Linked DNA regions of Nothobranchius furzeri: region 2 is linked to region 1. Evidence: chromatin contacts called from public Micro-C data. All regions are on one chromosome and are shown on one strand. The core of a region is the stretch at or near the end of the contact, and the rest is flanking DNA. Distances in the headings are between cores, read along the strand shown.

What was found. A called contact is a pair of places that touch in the nucleus more often than the background predicts.
Region 2: a Micro-C map of tail fin shows a contact between it and region 1, with 11 times the contacts expected there. The contact joins two enhancer-like sites. A contact is called at or near these places in 2 of 2 Hi-C or Micro-C datasets (skeletal muscle and tail fin).

The regions. Positions count from the first base shown.
Region 1 is chr7:78,896,840-78,902,951 of NfurGRZ-RIMD1, forward strand. It overlaps tbc1d1 (TBC1 (tre-2/USP6, BUB2, cdc16) domain family, member 1), which reads left to right. Exons shown (of 21, transcript XM_070553810.1): 13 at 2,340-2,537; 14 at 4,730-4,891. Among protein-coding and RNA genes, the nearest start is that of tbc1d1, 67 kb to the left of the region's middle. Within about 2 kb of position 3,087, at least 1 of the 3 cell types and tissues checked has an H3K27ac peak or open chromatin away from gene starts, as enhancers often do. A contact at or near this core is called in tail fin, where this site is marked.
Region 2 is chr7:78,983,447-78,989,558 of NfurGRZ-RIMD1, forward strand. It overlaps klf3 (Kruppel like factor 3 (basic)), which reads left to right. Exons shown (of 6, transcript XM_070553815.1): 2 at 2,570-2,633; 3 at 3,080-3,521; 4 at 3,759-3,897; 5 at 5,773-5,939. The coding sequence starts at 2,592. Among protein-coding and RNA genes, the nearest start is that of klf3, 9.5 kb to the left of the region's middle. Within about 2 kb of position 3,840, at least 1 of the 3 cell types and tissues checked has an H3K27ac peak or open chromatin away from gene starts, as enhancers often do. A contact at or near this core is called in tail fin, where this site is marked.

The sequences.
Region 1 (6,112 bases), core at 1,837-4,336:
CCCCCTCAGAAGAAATGTGGAATGCTGCTGTCACCATGGCAACTCTGTCTTCCTATCCCAGCCTGGGCGGGACTGTGACCGGTGAAGGTCGTGGAACCGTTTCCAGGAGTCACTGTGCTTTCTAACCCATTATCTCCCTCCCCAGTCCAAACGGAGGTGGCGAGCGCTGCTCATTGCAGCTGCATGTACTGATGTTAGGAGAGTCCCCAACCCTACCTCCCCACCTAGTGGACACTTATGTTGTGTAATGTCTGAAGTCTGTTGCATTTCTGTCTGAGGTGTTTTTTGCAGAGCAAAGCTGTCCTCCCTGTGGAGGGTAACTGAAGTACCTTTTTTTCCTCCACCTGACTCAATCCTCATATAAACCCTCTGATCTCTATTAAGGTAGCGCGGCTCGGGTTGCGAATGACCACAGTCACCAATTCTTGTCATGTGTCTGTATGTATGTCTGATCTCAGAATTGTGTGTACTGAAACTCTAATTTCCCTCTGGGATTAATGAAGTATCTTTGAATTGAATTGATTTGAATTGTACAGAAATCTGTCTGAGTTTCTAAGTTCTTCATGTAATATTGGATTTATGACCACCTCCATAATGCACCAGCAGGATTTATTTTCTTTGCAGGTTTGTTTGTAGCTCTGTTAACTTCTGCACACACCCATGCAGCGTTTGCTCACGTATCTAATAGGTGGAATGTGGGATTGTCTGCCATCCTGCATAACATGTTGTTTATAAGAATTGAGTAAAGTAGCGTTGGTCTGTTCATTTCCCTCCTCAAATGAAAAGAACAGGAAAGACATCTGTCCACAGTTCTGAAAAGATCTGCACCAAGTAGACGGAAAAACCGTGACAGCCATTGCTTTTAGCAGGTCAGAATGAATGCTTTGTTCTGCCTGAATGCAGCGCAAAGTTTTGGTTCATTTGGGTGTGTCTGTGTGTCCTTACATACATGAGGTCATGGGTGTGTGTGTGTGTGTGTTGTGTGTGAGGGGCGTGCGTGTTGGCAGGGGATGGTGGTATGAAGGTCATGTTGACAGTCCGCGCGCACGCACGCACGCACGCACACACACACACACACGCACGCACGCACGCACGCACACACACACACACACACACGCGTGCAGTGCCAGAGGACAGCACCAGCCTTGTTCACCCACCTTGTATGTTTGTTCTAGCCACATTATTTGCTCAGGAAATGGTCTGCTCCACTTTGTGCAGAAAATAACTTGTTTGTGTTTGTAGAAGGGAAGATGCAGAGGGTACCTGTGTTTGTGTGTGTGTGTGTGTGTGCGTGTGCACGCGCATGGGATATGTACCTGTCTACACCTTTCTTAAAAGTACAGTTATACGATTATTTATTCTGTATCTTGGAAACCATCTCAAAACAAATTCATAGTGCCATAATGTTGAGCCTGTACCTGCAGACGTGTGCCTGTGCATCAAGGGCAACTTCCAGGCTTTCTTGGAGGAATCACTATAAAGATCCGTATCAAGTGTGCATACCTGAGCCGGGCTCAGATACGTTGCGTGCGTGGCCGAGCTTAAGTGATCAAACTATTATGATTTCTTACGAACTGAAAGAGAAGCAAGTGCTTTCTGGATTGTTGGTATGTTGTAAACAACACGGGAGTATTTAGAGGTTTGGGATCCACCCTGTACTTTAAGGTGGAGTCACACAGACACATTTTAGGCATCTTTATACTCGGATATATTTATATTGTTTGCAAGAGTGTCAGAAATCTGAGACCATCCAGGCAACTTTCAGACACGTTGGACTAATTTATTTGACTTTGCATTTATTAGAACTCAATTTGATGTTATAAATATTTAAATCAGATGTGATGTTTAGGACTTAAAACATTAGATGAGAACAACCCAGGTCAAAAATGTGTGTATTTTCATTCCAGAGTGTTGTCCTGGTCTTAAGAATGAGTAGACTTTTGCAACCTGAAATAAACGTGCAAATATTTGTTTGCATTCTTTGGAATTTTTTGTGTTCACAAAAAATTATAATTTTGGGTACATTTTACCTTTGTTTTTTTCTACATTTATTCTTCAAGCATATCCCATGTTTGTTTTTATAAACTGCACATGCACAATATTAGCACTGCTTACAGTTATATCTACATTATATCTTTATTTTTTTATCTTGATCCAGTTGACTTCAGCTTTGATCATGTGCTATGAGCTAAAATTCTGATTTGAAATAGTAAGAAAACTCAAAATATTTTTATTTTCTAATTTGCATACTAGGGTTCTTGGTTTTGAATTCAAACGGAGGCAGAAATAGCGGCGTCTGTTTTCAGGGCCTTCATGTAATAATCTGATGCATCTTTCAGAGCGGCTGGATTCCTGTCTGGATGGAGGTCGAATTTGTGTGGGCCCAGCGGTGGCAAGTGGGAGTGGAGACCCTATGACGGCGGTGCCAGAGGAGAGTACAAAGAGGAGCAAAGAGGAGTTGAGGGAGCTCTGGAGGAAGGCCATTCTGCAGCAGATCCTTCTGCAGAGGATGGAGAGAGAGAACCAGAAGCTACAAGGTGAATTGGATGGAGGGAATTGCTAAGCTAAGCCTGATGTTACAGTTGCCAGCATCCACTTTGTCATCAGTATTAAGGTGAAAACTGTAGCTCTGGTTTTATAAACGTGTGTTTGGAAACTGCAGTGTCAGCCTGCTTCCTAAAAACATCAACATCTAAATACCTGAAATAAAATCTCTTTAAATTGCTATAAATTCAGATAAATCTGATTAAGGATTTAATGAATGTAATAAATTCAGAATCTATTTTATTGTCTCGGGTGGTGAAACTTCACTCATGCAGCACCGTCAGTCATTCGTCTGATGATGGATTTCAGATGTTTCTTTGGTAGCTACACAACAAAACAAGTTTCTCTTTATGACCTCTTTGGCAACGAGCCTTTGCAGATGTGCACTCAAAGACTTTCAGTAATTAAAGACACACCTGCTTTTCTAGTTTGTAAAAATTACACAACCACAAATTAGCGTTATATAATGTGTTTTTGTGTGTGTGTGTGCGTGCATGCGCGCGTCCACCTGTTTTTGTCTTGTAAGTGGGTGTTTTTGGGTGTGCCAGGTGCACCGCCTTTTTCCTGACCCAGTTGGCGTGTGTCTTTATACACAAACGCCGTGTCACGGCCTAAACTACCTGTCTCAGATGTAATTCTTTAATTTACACACACCTAACTCTCCATCCAACACACACTAATACAGATGGCAGCAATCACAGCTAGCTGTGGTTCAACTTTAATATTGATGCCTATATTTACACATTGCTGCAGTAGTGTGGGACTGTTTTATGGGCTGGTGTTTTCTCTCCATGTTTGTAGCTCAACACATTAATGTTGGAATCCATTCTTTCTGTCTGGAATTTGGGTCAACTATGAGTGTGTGCGCTGCCATCATGTTGCGTGTGTGTGTGTGCATGTGTGTCAACTTCAGGGTGGGGTATCCTGTCCTGCTGTGTGTTATCAAAGGCGGTGGAGCAGAGAAAGGGAAAGAAATGGAGGCAGGGCGAGATTTGAAGGTGGAGGCAGCGAGCAAGCGCCAGCTGGGCTGCTGCCAGCGGGCGAGTCCTGATAGACGAGATTCTGCTTGTTGCAGACAGATGAGGCAAAGCGACGCTGCAGCTTCACAGACATCATCTATTCTTACTCTGGGTGTGTCAACCATCTGCACCATCCAGGTTTTATTCTTTTATTGTCCACAACACTCTTTCCAGGTTGTTTTCATCACTTTCCTGTCACTGACTGCTGAGATCATTACATAAAAATGATTTAAACATTTATGTGCTTTTCAATAAAATTATTAATGTATTGGTTGAGTTTATTTTTAGAAAGCAACCCACTAAATAGGCTGTGGTGTTTTTTTAATTTTTTAATTTTTGTTTTGTATTTGAAGTCTTGTTAAATCATTTTAACTACATATTACTGACTCACACAGGATCATGATTATTTTACCAAACCCCTCCTGTTTGCTCCTTCATTTTCAGAAAGGTATCAGTGCAGAGTTTCATGTAGCACAGCCTACGGTCATTGTCCAAAAAGGATGATTTCACTCTGCTGAACACGACCTAGCTGCAGCTGGTCACTAAGTGTACACCACCCATGATCGGAAAGGGTGGAGCGTCCGCTTGGGACCGGAGGGGGAGTCAGCCTGATGGACTTCACAAAAGTGGAATTGGATGAATGAAAACTAGTTCAGCAGCAAGAAAAAAGAAAAGAAAAGATGGGTTGTGGGTTTAGAGACTTGAAGAGGAAGGGTGTTGTCAAAAAGAGAGGAACGGGAGAGGGTTTGGGGTGTTTTCTCACCTTTTGATCACTGGTGTCATCAGCAAGTAACGGAAATCCTAGTTTGGATGTGTTTATGTTTTTTTTTCTGAGTATTTTCCATTTCATAGTTTAAGGCCAAAGTTAAAACATCTAAACGAATGTTTTCTGACCCTGTCAATGAAATGACGACATCTCCTGTGGGAGATTACATAGACCCTAATTATAGTATTATTGGATATAGTCACCTAATAAGACATGAGGGTGTAGGCTGAGTACTGCTTCAAGAATTAATCTCAGAGCTGAGTTATGTTTAAGGTAAACATCTGGTATTATTACATCACAGTGTAAATAATAACAAGTATTTGCCCTCAGGTGGGTGCATGATTAGCTATAATACTGTGAGTTTGGGGTTAACGTGATAAATGTGTGTGTTTGTCTGCAGCCTCAGAGAGTGATCTGCAGAACAGGCGCCTGAAGTTGGACTACGAGGAAATCACTCCGTGTCTGAAGGAGGTCACTCTGGTGTGGGAGAAAATGCTGGGAACTCCTGGGAGGTCAAAGGTCAAGTTTGACTTGGACACCATACATGCTGCTGTTACACAAGGTTGATGTCTACTTCCACAAATACAAAAAACAATGCTTCATAAAGTTGCTAGTTCATTTTTGTTGAAGCAATGCCAACATGCTAAGAAGTGAGACAAGCTCAGATCCATCTTTGTTCCGACTTTGTTCTCCTCAGACCACGGGGAAGTTTAACTCCTGTAATCTCAACTTATTCCAAACAGAACAAATGATTATAGAGAGGCTACAGAGTGGAGAGTATGATAAAACAAACCTGCTGTACTGAACTACATAGCAACGCTCTGTTTACTGATCAATATTCATCCCAGTCCTCACCTCTGTTCATGAGCTGGCAGTGATGACATGATTATCAAGGTCACAAATAACAGCAGCAGTACTAAGTTTCATCTTTGGGGTGGCTGATCCTACTGGACACGCCTCTCAGGGGAGGTGTTTCAACCGCGTCTTTCCTACTCTACTGTTCTGGGTCGAGCTGAGATGCACTGTGGGGATTGTATTTCCACGGTGTCCATGGGACACCTTGAGATCCCACTAGTGGAGATGTATGGCGCGGTATGGGGGCCAAAATTAAGACTACTGCCCAGCAGCAGGAGGCTACATAATTTCCAAAGCAAACTACCGACCTGATTAATGATAAGCTGGTGCTGGTAACTGAGAGGCTGGCGCTGCTTACTGAGGAATAGCACCTTTACCAGCATTATTACTAGATATGCTAGGGACTAGCAGCCCTCTGCTGTCTATTAGCATGGATAGGCTAGCATTAGCCTGGACGGGCTGGTGTTAGCATTGGAAAGGCTAGCCATTAGCATGGATAGGCTGGCGTTAGCATCGGAGAGGCTAGCCATTAGCATGTCTCAGAGAGTCACTAGTCAGCTAGTGGCCAGCCTAGGCACGCTAATGGCTAGCCTCTCCGATGCTATCGCCAGCCTATCCATGCTAATGGTCCATCAAGGGGTTAGGAAATCCAGCTAGTGGCCAGCCTAGGCACGCTAATGGCTAGCCCGTCCAGGCTAATGCTAGTCTATCCATGCTAATAGACAGCAGAGGGAGTGCGTGAACCAGTCAATGACCAGCCGAGGGCTGCTAGTCCCTAGCGCATCTAGTAATAATGCTGGTAAAGGTGCTATTCCTCAGTAAGCAGCGCCAGCCTCTCAGTTACCGGCGCCAGCTCATCATTAATCAGGTCGGTAGTTTGCTTCAGAATTTATGTAGCCGCCTGCTGCTGGGCAGTAGTCTTAATTTT
Region 2 (6,112 bases), core at 2,590-5,089, 87 kb after region 1:
GGAATAAACACACAAAACAAAGCAGGAATGGCTCATGTAATGTAAAACTAGAGTGACTACACAGATACACACCGTCCTGTTGAACCGATAAGTTATCAGACCAATTTGCTGAATTTTGATGAAGGTTCCAAACTTCTTGCCAATAGTGGCTTTTGCTGGTTCTTCCCAATGGCAGGTGCAGAACAGCTCCATCAGCTCACTGTGGCAAACATTGTTTTTGTTTTCCTGAAGCTTAGCTGAGAATTACAAGGAATCATTAACATACTACACTTCAACTGTTTAAACCAAACAAGCAGCAACTAACCAGCTTGGTTCATCTTCTAAAGATGCATCATCTGATAATGACCCATCAATGCACACGGGTTCCAATTCAAATAGATCGATGCTCATCAGGGGCTCAGGGGAAGACACTGGTGACCCTTAAAGTGTGCCACAACATATCACTCGCCTCATATTGGGTCCCCATGTTCCTGGTGGGTGGAGTTAACTGCTGAAAATGAACATTTTAATAAGTAATGACTTGTGTACTCATTGTTTAAGAGCGCTGCGCCTCCGGATCGAAAGGAGCCAGTTGAGGTGGTTTGGGTATCTGGTCAGGATGCCTCCTGGACGCCTCCCTGGGGAGGTGTTTCGGGCATGTCCTGCTGGCAGGAGGCCCCCGGGTCGACCCAGGACACGTTGGAGAGGTTACATCTCCAATGTAGTCCGGGAACACCTTGGGGTCCAGCCGGAGGAACTGCTGGAGGTGGCTGTGGAGTGGGGAGAGGACAGTCTGGAGCGCCCTAGTTGGGATGCTGCCCCCGCGACTCGGTCCCGGATAAGTGGAGGAAGATGACAACAATGTTTGTTAGCCGTCACAACTTACATTTTAAATTCATAAACAGTTTTACAGAAATCCTGTTTAGATAAAAACGGAGTCTAAACCTAGTTGAAGTTGTGAAAACATGTTGCTTTCTGCATGTTACAATTCACCTGTGGAGCAATAAGAAAAGAGCTGTCTGTATACACACTGGGGTCTGCGCGAGGACCGTTTGTCCCCCGTTCACCTATTGTGTGTGTGTGTGTGTGTGTGTGTGGGGGTGGGGGTGTCAGAGCGGGGTGAGAATAGTTTATTCTTCAGCATGTGAAGAGGGTCAAATGCGTGTGTCTCATGCTCGATGCGTGAGAGTTAGCAGCCCTGGTTGAGCAGTTACCGGTTGCACAGTCACCCTTCTAGAAGTGACGAGATCCCAGAAGCAGTCTTCTGATGATACCTTTGCCACAGTGAAACACGTGTGACACCATCGGACGCTAGTACGTACCAAATCAGCTGTACTGCAGCGTTGTTGTTGTTCATTCCTTCGGCTAATGTGCGTATCCTGCTTTAACTCCACCTGCGTCACTCCCGCCAGCATTTGTTTACTATTTATGTTGCTAAATGGAAGAACGCTGACATAAAGGGTGCTTGTCATTCCCTACCGTAGCGGAATGGAACACACTTCATTCGCTAGTTCAGGTTTTGTGCATGTAAACCAGAATAAAGGCTGCCTGTTTATTGGTGTAGATTGACTTAGATGCACTTGTAAATGTGAGTTAGCTAGCCTGGCAAGCCATGCTATATGTGTCAATATATAGTCACGACCCGTAGATACAGCTCTGTCGTAGGGTGGAATCTACAGTCGTCTTTTAAAGTGTCTCTGCATGCAATTGCCCACCTGAAGTCGCTGTGATTGGCCCGACATAACAATGTTTAGGCCAATGGTGGACCGGCAGAAGTTCCAACAAAATGACCTGCTGAACAAATCAGTTTCTACTGCTACGTTCTTTCAGGATTTCTAGGCTATGAATGATCACTTTGTAATTGTGAGTCCACAAGCTGGTGAAAATGCTATTATAATTCCTACTTTGCAACGTTGCATTCACGTGGCGGGGGAAAAATCTTATTTTTGAGTTTTAGATTCACTTTCAAGTGATTTAGCTGATGACCTTTGCTGCCTCTAGAGAAGACAGACACTCAAGACAAACTGAATAGTTTCACTTTGCTCCTTGTGTCATCTGATGACCTGTAAGATTTATTGAGAGACCTTCTCCAGGGCCACAGTCCTTCAGTTTAGACCCTTTGTATTCAGAGGATCTGAAGTATCCTTTTGCTCATTAGTGCACAACTGAAAATACTCAAGTTTACTGAAAATGCAGGTCATAAAATATTTATGTTTGTAGTTTTCATTAACAGGGAAAACAGTACTTATAAAAAAAACTAGCTTCCTGCCAAACAGGAAAAGACTTCAGATGCCGGTAGCTCTGCTTGTATTTCCTAATCGACCTGTTTTTCATCACGATGCTGGTGACAGTACAATGCTGGCATGCAGGACGTGATGTTTTGGGCCTGAGGAGGGTGGAGCAACACCAGAAAGGGAAATATTGTCCAGGAAGTTTTGGATTGAATAAATGAAGGAGTTATTAGTTAATAGGTTGGTTTATAGTCCACTAATCATCAGTGTGTCAGCTCACACTGTCAGGAGTGGCTCAGATTTAACTGTGGTGTGAGTTTTTAAGCTGTACCTTGACAACTGTGTGCTTTATTTTGTAGGAGTCTGGCCTGCAGTGCAACCATGTTGATGTATGATCGCCCTCCAAAGACAGACATGAACACGGTAATGTGTGTGTGTGTGTGTGTGTAATCATATCTTTAGATGCTTGGAAGTGCTTTTAGTGTTCTTCGGTCATGCCTGAACATGCCACTTGCCGCCGATGGCTCTTCCACTACCACTCACACACCTCCACACACTCCTGCTACATGTCTAGACAGACTGGTTCCCACATTCCTGTTCTTCCTGGACAAACATGCTGCTGTACAGTAGACATTTGCATACAATGGAAACACACACCACCAGGCTAATGAACACACTGACTGTGCTCTGGACAGTTATCTGCTCTCCAGCAGAATGCTGAGTTAAAACTTTTTCTGACTGACTCTGGCTGTTTGCGCTGCAGAAACATGTTTTTCATTGTATTCTAGGCAGAACGGAAATGTTTACCTCTCTGTTCTTTTGTCTCCCTTCACCACTTCCTTCTCCTGTCCTCTTCCCTACCCCTGTAGTCATTTTCATCCTTAGTGCCAACAGAACCATACGGAGTGATCTTCCCCCACCCGAGCACCCTCTACCGAATGCATATGCAGGCCTTTGCCCAGCCTCATACCCCCAACAGCCCCTCACAGACACAGCAGGAGCCGGTAGACCTGTCCATCAGCAGGCGCACTTCATCCACCTCCTCCTCCCCTCCGTGCTCTTCCGCATCCTCCCCCCCCTCCCCTCTCAGCTCTCCGTCTTCTCCTTACAGCCCTTCCTCTCGCTCCCCACCCTCCCACGCTCTCCCACCACTGCCCCCCACCCCTTCACTGCCCTTCCCAGTGATGGCCCCTGTGATGGGTCCGGTCATGGTGCCTTTCCTCTGCCCTCCTCATCTTCACCTGCCCCTAATAGTGAGTTCGTCGGTTGCCGCCGACAGCGACCACCATCTGAGCAGAGAGCGAAAACCAGGTGGGAACATTTTCTATTTCTGCATTAAAGTCAGTCAACATTTTTCTGGTGGATGAATTCAGAATTTTTAAATCAGTACTTTATGGTATATTTCTGATGTTTTTTATGAGATTAAAATGTAGATAACTTCTAAAGGAGCAAATGGAGACATGTGTTTTTAATTCATTATCACACGATGGTTTGTGCACATCAAGGAATTTAATATGTTCAGAAAAAATAATGTCTTCTTTTCATCAGTTCACTCTATGAGGACCGCGGATGTCTCTGACTTGCACAAGACCATCAAAACCGAGCCTCAGCCAGAACTCGCTCATCAAGACCGTCTGATCAGCCACGGGATGACATCATCAGTCATCAGGACACCACCTGACTATGAGTAAGTAACAGAGAGAGAGAATGATAAATGAAATTCTACATGACGGTTGAAGGGGAGGCAGATTCAAACTGTCTCTAGTCTCGATGGCTACGCGACTCTGGAAAAACAAGTTCATGAAAATAAATGTATTCCTGTTGGAGCAATATCCAATCAACATATTTATTTGGCAATCAGCTCAAATACGCTCGTCTGTGAAGCGAAGTAAACGAGTTGCATCCCGACATCACATTTAGTTTTCTCTAGAGAACGTGTCTCGTCTTGCTCGTGGCTCACACAGCAGCGGTGGTACATAACATTTACTTTTATGAGATCAGTATCTCCCTTTTTTATTTCCACCTAAATGTCGATGCAAAGGTAACAGTGAACATCTTAGCCTGATCATTAAAATGTGAACTAATACATCTTTATTGCTAGCCTTTGTAAGTAAGTCAGTCACTTAAGAACCAGGAATGTGGCTTTTTTCTGTTTAAAACATCGATCTGTGCTCATGCACGAAGCTCCATAACAACAGCATCCTCTGTCTAATAACCACGTTAATGATCATCACATTTCTATATTTGTTCAGTTTGTGAGGAAATGCAGCGCTCTGGCCATGGATGTTGGAAATGTTTTGCATGTGTCACTCCTCTGCAGCATTATCACCTCTCCCTGCCCGTCAGCCACACCTTTCTGCCGTTTCCTCATAAGAACCTCTAATATGCAAATTCATATGATCCTGCCTCTTCTTTTTCCTCCTCCTCTTCCTTCCTTCCTTCAGGTACTTTCTGTTCTCTTTAATAATCTGCCTTCTTCTTCTTCTTCTGCATTTTTTGTCTGGTTTGTGTGACATTTGTGTTTCATCTTTCTCTAAATTAAAGCTTTTCTTCGAATAACTAATGGTAGGTTTGTATTAGGTGTAATAGTCAGAGGCAGACTGGCACTTAGTTGTATCTGTTGGTGTGTAAGTGTGTGTGTGAGTGAGTGTGAGTGTGTAAAAGTGTGTGTAAGTTGATTATAAGCCAACCGTTTCTGAAGGTGTCAGGGTTGTTGTCCTTACAGGCTGTTTTTGTCACTGTGCCAACTCTGAAATAAGGGACCCACACACACACACACACACACACACGCACACGCACGCGCACACACGCACGCACGCACGCACGCACGCACGCACACACACACACACACACACACACACACACACACACACACACACGCACACACACACACGCACACACACACGAATATGTATTTGGCTTTACAAGCAGTAAATATGTCATTTAAGTCTGTGTGTGTGTGTGTGTGTGTGTGTGTGTGTGTGTGTGTGTGTGTGTGTGTGTGTGTGTGTGTGATAATGACAGGTTTACCAGTATTCATCTGGGTGTGGAAGGGGAATTTTGCACATTCCTTTAACCAGGATTGATTCACATTTCACCGGCTCTTAACCGCCACTTCCAAACACAAACAAACTCCTCCAGGATATGACTGATCACAGGCACACTCTGTCCTGCACGCTGCATCTTCTTGTGATCTATTCTAACATCATTCTGTGGACTTTACCTTTGGCTTTTACAGAAAACATACGATGATCCAGAGATGTAGTCACACACTGGTGATGTGTTGTTCACTACAATTCTAGAAGTACACAAACAGCTGAAACAGTGGTGATAGGACAAAAACAAAAATGGGCAGACTAGAAAGGGTGGGGTGGGGTGGGGGGTTGGGGGGGGGGGGTTAACTTTCTGACTGGCAGAAGTTGTTTTGGCTCAGGAGAGAAATTTAACTTGTTTAATTTTTACATTGTAAATTGTGTCCTATGGTGCCATCTGCTGGTCACATTAGAGAATTGTTAAATGGCAAGCAGCTGATCTGTGTTTTCCATCTACCTGTTTATTTTAGGTGCAAAACCCCATCAGTAATAGTTCCCACTGGCGCAAAACACCCACTCCCTCCTGACTCTCCCGACACTCTGAAAAAGCGAAGAATTCATCGCTGTGATTTCTCCGGCTGCAACAAAGTGTACACCAAAAGCTCCCACCTCAAAGCACATCGCAGGACACACACCGGTGAGAGGAATCACACCTGCTTACTTGCAGTTTGGTCCAGAACCAGTCATGTCCACGAAGAAAGTAATGTCGAACAGTGTCGTTCTGCTGGAAATGCATACAAAACCTCTTTGAAGTAACATTCAGCTGTATTAAAGTCCTAGAATAGTTCCTTTATAGTTTCATGACAATCA